2 separate regions of the Mus musculus genome follow, and region 2 is linked to region 1. A link is a contact called in public HiChIP or PLAC-seq data. All regions are on one chromosome and are shown on one strand. Each heading gives the region's core, a stretch centred on a gene start, on an enhancer-like site or on the middle of the called end of the contact. The rest is flanking DNA. Distances are from core to core; before and after follow the strand shown.

Region 1 (3,329 bases), core at 459-2,958:
GAAGCAGAATGGAGATAGCATTACTTAACACTCTAACCCATGGCTGCAATTCATGCTGTCCGTGGGTTATAAAAATTCGAAGTCCCTCATGGCAAATTTTGGTAAGCCTCATCAGAAAAAGAAAGGATCTATTCTATGCCCTTTTTGAAGAGCCTGAGTCTGCAGAAGGAAGGAGTAAGCAGGATGTCCTCATGCAGGCGAGGCCACACAGGGAGGGTCATAGAACAAAACAGCCGGGACACATTATGCACATTTCACCCCGAAGACCAGGCAAGTGAGTCAAATGGACCCACACAGGTAACATTAGAGTGAACATTTTAATGAAAATTGTCTTGCTTAACGACCAAGCCTCATATCAAATTAGTTTCAAGGCTGCTGAAGTATCTTTGGTGTCTAGTTCACAGTGAGCTCGGGTAGAAAGTGATCTTCCTAATTTCCTTAAAGTCACCTCTTTGGAAACCTGGTTTCATCAGAAAGATAGAAAGCTTGCTATCTGAGAAAACTCTCTGACTGGGACCATACACGCAAATGATGTTTTTTTTTTTTCATGAAAAGTGTTAAAAATAACTCCTTTCCTGTCTGAAAATGATTAATATGCCACCCAACGTTTCCTTCTTTCAGCAATCTGCAGGCTCTTGGGTGGGTGGATATTTTCTTAGCTGTCTTACATGCATTTATTTATACAGTTTTTTTCCTTCCTCACAATAAAAATCATACAAGGTATGTTAAAGAGGGATTCTTCATGCACCCCATGGTTTGTTTCGCAACCCAGGGACAGCCAGGCAGAACTGGCAAGTGGCACTAGAAGAGGATGCCTTGGGTGCATCCAGCCATGTGCCCTGACCCTCCTTAGCAGGTGCTCACAGCCTCCAGGTGACTGGAAGACAGAAAACCAAAACTTCTTTTATTTTCCCCAAGACCTAGTTTCCCAATGTGTCCCTTGGCATAAGCTCTCTGGATGAGATGTTCTGGAATGCAGTTCTGCCAGAGGCTGGTAGCTCAGGAACACACTAAAATACAAAGGCACCTTCATCTGTGTTAATCTTCCAGACTTGACTAGAGCCAAACCATACCACAAAGCTGGGGCAATTATTCCTTGAGCGATGAACCGTAACCAGCAATTTGAGGAGGCACCCGAGTCCCCTCTCCCCCGAGGAGCAGCCCACGGCTGCTCACCAGGCACCCCACGCTTCCTACAGCTTTCTCCTTACCTTCCTTCTTGGTGAAGGCATTTAACAAAGACTTCATTTTCCCTGTGACTTTGGCAGCGGTCCGCTCATTATATAACCCTCTCGGCGGGCAGGAAGGCTAGGCGCGCAGCCCGGCCCCTCGGAGCTGGCGCGGCTGGGACCCGGCGAGCAGTGGCGGGCGTCTGGGCGCGCTGCAGCCCCGAGCATCGCTGGGCATGCCAGACCCAGCGTGCTGGTGACAAAGCCCACCCCATATTCTGTCTGTCAGCTGGGAAGCAACTGTGCGCAGACTGAGGCTGCTCTCAGAACCGGCTACCTCTGGCGGTGATCCTCATGTGAGCAGTGCCACGCTGCCGAGAGAGCAAGCAGGGCATCGGAGAGGCAGCACCACGCAGGGTTAACATGGAGCAGGCGATTGCGCGCGAGCTGTCGGCCAGGAGACACCGGGAGGCATTTGTGAGCCGGAGCCCCAGTTATCCAAGGAAACCCGGCTGCTGCTGGGCGCTCCGTGCGCCTGTGGCTAAATATAAAGTACTGTGCTTTTTCTATTTTTTTTTTTTTTTTTTACATTTTTTTTTAAAAGAAGAAGCCAAGTCTATTTGTCAGCTAGCAGATGTGGTAAGAAAGTCAAGGGAGAAATATCCACGCTTCAGACAAGTCACCAGAAGATCCCTGACACCCCGGTAGGCATGCCAGGATTCAGGAATTCTGACAGTGACCTATTTCCCTTTGGAAGCATCAGACACAAGTGGCATCACTTCTCTGGCCCTCCCCATCTTGATAATGACCCTGGGAAAGCAGGACTCCGCCCCCTGCCGCTTACATTCGCTTTGTGTAAGGAATGGGAAATAATAACTGTCAAAGTAGTCAGAGGTAAAGCACCCCAAAACAGGGCAGCCGGCAAAAATGGGCCCTTCAGAGCTGTTTCCCCACGTGTCTCTGGCATTCACACCCCCAACAGAAGTCAAGCAAGGGAAGCTCTCTCCAAACATCACCTTGAGAAAAGTTCTGTCTGTATAGCAAACAAAGAGAGTGCAGAGTGTGGGTGGGGGTGCTTGCTCACTGCTGTGCCCTGCAGTGGTGGTGGTGGGGGCACACAAGGAATGATTCCCACACCAGGGTGAAGATGCTATCAAAGGAGGAGGGAGTGCAAGGGTCAGGCTCGGCACTGGGCATCTACCACTGGGGCAGCAATTAAGAGTGTGCTTTGCTTCTGTGGTTGCCAAGAGAACAGCTTCCCAAACCCGGGGAGGGGGCGGGGGAGGGGGGAGAAAAGGAAAAGGAAGAGACAGGAAAAAGCAACTGGAACACTGAATTCAATCCCATATGGTCGACACAGTTTATGTCAACAAAAATGGCGGTGTAAGGAAGAGGAGGCTGGCATGCCTGAGCAGTGGCACCTTCCTTCCTCAGCACACTTGGGATCCCAGGCACGCTCAGAATGGTCGCTGCTGTGCCAGGCGTTGTCTGGGAAGGAAAAGGCTGTGCCTGAATCACTATGTGTGTCTGTGTGTGAGCTTCGTGTCGGCTGAGCATTTAAACATCATCTCCATTGGGCCCACACGGTTCGTCAGCAATGTCAAAACCGCCCGTGTGACATCCTCCCCTGTAGTATCACAGCCGGTGGCATCAAAACGGCTGGCTTAGAGATGGAGTGGCTGTCTAACACTCGCTGCCGCGCCATGCATGTGGCCTCTGTGGTCCTTTGGACATTGTAGGCAAGGTTGAGCAGCTTTCGGGAGACCCTTTGACTGTGGCATCATCCATGAGCATCCATCTTCCAGGGATGAGCTAGAGATACCTTTCCTGGGTAGGCGTCAACACGGAGGTTTCTAGATCATCATGAAGCACTTGGCTGGAGGCCATATTGGGATGGTGTCACCAGTGTCCACAAATACAGGAAGCCCCACTCCAGAGGCCAGGGACCCCCGCCAGTCAGACCCACAACCACATGGGCTTCGGGGGACTTGCCAGAGTTCTGGGGACTCTCTGAGACACCAGTGCCGCTCAGTGCTTGCTCCATCTGTTGGGGATCAATATCTTCCAGAAAGCACAAAGCTGCACCCAAGCCTAGTTTCCCTGCCACCCACTGCTTTGGCATCTCTTTGGCCACTGTGTGGTGCAGAGAATGTGTGCCCA
Region 2 (3,329 bases), core at 213-2,712, 240 kb before region 1:
TCATTAGCAGGGGAGTTCTAGGTCTAATGGCGGTTCCTTTCTTCCCAGGAGCTCAGTCTTGTAGATGGTCTTCAGTGGTGATCCCTTTTTCCGAAGCCAACCCCCAGCCTCAGCTTCTAGAACCTTCCCATACAGTCCCTTTGACTCTTTGCCTCAGATTTCTCTCTCTGCTGGTTGATGGCCACGTTGCTGGTACCTATGTGACAGAATGGCCAATGTTTGTTGGTCCTTTGTAGGCGTTGGCTAAAGTCCTTGCTCTGAGAGGTCTGCGCCAGGAATAGACTGGCTGGGTGGAGCCAGTTTTTGAGTGCTAGTGATGCTCTCTCTGAGCACCCAGCCCACATCTGGCACCTACCTGGAGTAGGGAAAGACAATAGTCCCAGCCCCCAGTGGAGGGTAAGTCTCCTTCCCTCTCCTGGGAGCCACCAGACATTGTCTAACCAGAAAAAGAAAGGCAGCAAGGGTCATCTGCTGCGATTCAGAATTCCCCTGCAACCCCCCCCCCCCCCCCCGCACCTTCCCAATGCCAGCGGCCACCTCAGCTTTTCTCCTGTTGAAGACTGGGCAGCTATTGTAACCTCACTTTTAGAGAGAGGCTGCAATACCTGCTCGGCCTCTCTGAAGAATGGACTTAACACACAGGATCATGCTGCCCAGTCGTGAGGGACGCCACCCCAAGGGCTTGCAAATATTACTTTCACAAGAGGCTGTGGCATAAAAGACTCTATAGAGGAAAAATATGAACCAAGCATATTCCAAGGTTGCTGTGAGACTCCTGGACATGTTTAAAATATGCAGGTGTGTGGTTACCCCACCTCCCACCCACCAGAGTGGAGGGTTTCTGCAGGCCCGCCCAAGCTAGCAGGGAGCCACGGGAGCTTGCTTCTGCACACCACCTGTAGCAGGTTTCCCATTACCAAGCGGTGGCATCCGCACACTTCTTTACAACAGCCGCCAATCAGTATTTCTCAAAGGAGTTAAGGAGCCGTCCAAGTCCTCCATTTACAACCACACCAAAAGGTAACAGGAAGAATTGTGGCTCACAGCCCAAACCTCAAGACTCAGATGCAGTGTGATGTCCCTGATTAATGGGCTCGGTTGTTTGAATCAGATGCCTGCCCAGCGGGAGAATAAAGAAAGACTTCATTAGTCAAACCGATGAAACCTGAGCTCAACTGTCAGCCAGAGAGGCTGAGCACTACACACACGGAAGCGGAAAGACAGCACGAGTGTACATCACACAAGGAACAAAAACAGAAAGGCCATGAGTGAGGGTGGGGCCTGCAAGGCTGCCGAGTACCATCCTGAAACCACACAGGGGGCTGTTCTAGAACCTTCTGTTTGGACTTAGGAAGAATGTGTTTATTCTACCCCCCCCCCCATCCCAATGAAGGTAGCTTGTTAAGCCCTACGTGAGGCTGGAAACGGCCCATCGGGCGCAGCTGGCAGTGATTTCTTTGTGACGTCTGCCCCTGGGTGGGGTGATGCAGCAGAGGGGCAGGTGTTCATCCAGAGCAATGACCCAGCTCCTTCCAAATCCTCAACCCCAAGGGGGATTAAGGGAGAGGGAATGGTACACCCATGTTCAGACACTGGCCACCTCTGCTGACCAGTTTGGGTTTTAATGGAGCTCTGCCTGCCTTTGAGGTAGTCCTGGCAAAGGGCCAGAGGAAACGGAGCAGAGACCAAAGCTTCCTTCTGGAAGCGACCGTGGGCCTGGTCCCGTGCAATCTGGTTCCTTTATGTGTCTTTAGGAAGGTGTGTCATAGGCTGCATGGCAGCCATGGCCTTGGCTCTGCCGTAGTCCGGTGACAGGAGGATGGTGGCAACATGGTTATAGCCTAATGGGTGTGGCAGAGGCCATGCAGGTCCCCTCTTCTCGGCTGCATAGGTGGCTCCCCAATGGTTTCTTTTGGCCAGCACTGGACCACACATTCCCCAAGCTGATTGGGAACTTACCTTGGAGCGAGGTTGGCCGACTTGGCTCCCACCGGCAGCTCCAGCCCTTCCCCGGGCTTGACCGATTTCCCCCTGTTCATCTGCTGCAGAATGGAGTTTAGCTCACTAATGACATTTGCCTTTGGGCCTGAGAGAATTGGGCTTTTGACCTCTGGAACGTCACCCCACAACTTGGAGGTCCTTGGCTGGATGACCTTCGCCACACCGGCCTGGGCGCTGCCCGGCGGGGGCGGGGGTGCAGGTGGGGGGATCACAAAGCCATCCGTGTCCTCTTCTGGGAGCGTGTCTTGGTAAAGTGCGTTGCTCTTGTGAACGATGGGCTTCATTTTTGGCTTTGGAGGTACTGGGGGCTTGTCAACCACAAAGGCTTGCCCGTCTGCATAGACTGTGCAGGTGTCCATGCTCTCGCCGCCCTCTGAGGACAGCGTGGAGATGCTGGACACCGTGGAGATGGTGCTGGTAGTCTCCAGGTGGTGGTCGCTGCTACTCCGGCTGTCCACCTCCTCAATCCCCGAGTCGGTGACTGCATCGAAACTTTCGGGGGGTGGCAGGAACGAGGAGGGCAGACAGTTCGAGATACCGGCTGGCTTCTTACTGTCTGTGGAGTTGGCTGGTTGGCTGGAGTTCAACGTAGGGGGCTGAGAGGTGTCGTTTTTCTTCTGCTTGACCAGGTCAGCCAGAGCGGGAACTGAAGCTGCCCGGTCATCGGGGATATCAAAACTATTGGCGAATTCCAGGGGGGGAGGCAACGGTTCTGTGAAAAGAAAGTCCTCATCCAAGTCCACGGATGCCAGAGGGGGAGGGGGGATGCGGAATGGCAGAATCACCGCCTCTTCCACGGAGCCCGCCGCCACGATGGTCCTGCCGGGCGCGACGGCGGGCTCCGGGGCAGCGGAGATCTGTAAAGCACCTTCGGTTTTGGGAACGCCTTCTGGCACTGTGGAGGGTGAGTGGTCTGGCTTTGTATCCCCATCCTCTCTGTCCTCCTCTTCCTCCAGGGGTGGCCCGGCCATGGGGACGTCCACTGTGTGCACCATCAGTAGGCCAGCTGACTTCTGCTGGGCAGTGTCCACGATGTTGATCAGCATGTTCTTCTTGTCGTCCGCCCTCCGGTCCTTGCCCAGGTCTGTCTCGTACTTGTTCTCTGTCTCTTGCCGTCGCAGGGGACCCCTGGTGTTCTGTCTGGTGACTGGAGGAAAGCCGGACTCCACGCTGGGCCGCATTTTGGTATCGATGTAGAGAGGCTTGTTAAGGTCAGCCTTGGGGGCCTCTCCTTTGTGCCCCTGCTGGGACTCCTGCATGGCTCGGTCCCTGGCTGAGAGTGCCAGGGCCAGTGGGGAGCTGGGGTCAAGCAGCCGCCCTGTGAGTGG

What was found. HiChIP or PLAC-seq counts read pairs in DNA pulled down with a chosen protein or histone mark.
Region 2: a contact with region 1 is called in an H3K4me3 HiChIP or PLAC-seq map of forebrain, with 4 times the contacts expected there. The contact joins the enhancer-like site here to the promoter of Shank2 in region 1. A contact is called at or near these places in 1 of 39 promoter capture datasets (liver), 5 of 484 Hi-C or Micro-C datasets (cerebral cortex, cortical neurons, embryonic stem cells and 1 more) and 8 of 115 datasets of contacts at active chromatin or transcription factors (SST interneurons, astrocytes, embryonic basal ganglia and 5 more).

Annotation. Positions count from the first base shown.
Region 1 is chr7:144,173,839-144,177,167 of GRCm38.p6, reverse strand. It overlaps Shank2 (SH3 and multiple ankyrin repeat domains 2), which reads right to left and starts at 1,708. Exons shown (of 16, transcript NM_001113373.3): 1 at 1,212-1,708. The coding sequence starts at 1,248.
Region 2 is chr7:144,410,499-144,413,827 of GRCm38.p6, reverse strand. Shank2 (SH3 and multiple ankyrin repeat domains 2) reads right to left here. Exons shown (of 16, transcript NM_001113373.3): 15 at 1,960-3,329. Among named protein-coding and RNA genes, the nearest start is that of Gm14372, 5.2 kb to the right of the region's middle. Within about 2 kb of position 1,462, at least 18 of the 459 cell types and tissues checked have an H3K27ac peak or open chromatin away from gene starts, as enhancers often do. A contact at or near this core is called in embryonic forebrain and forebrain, where this site is marked.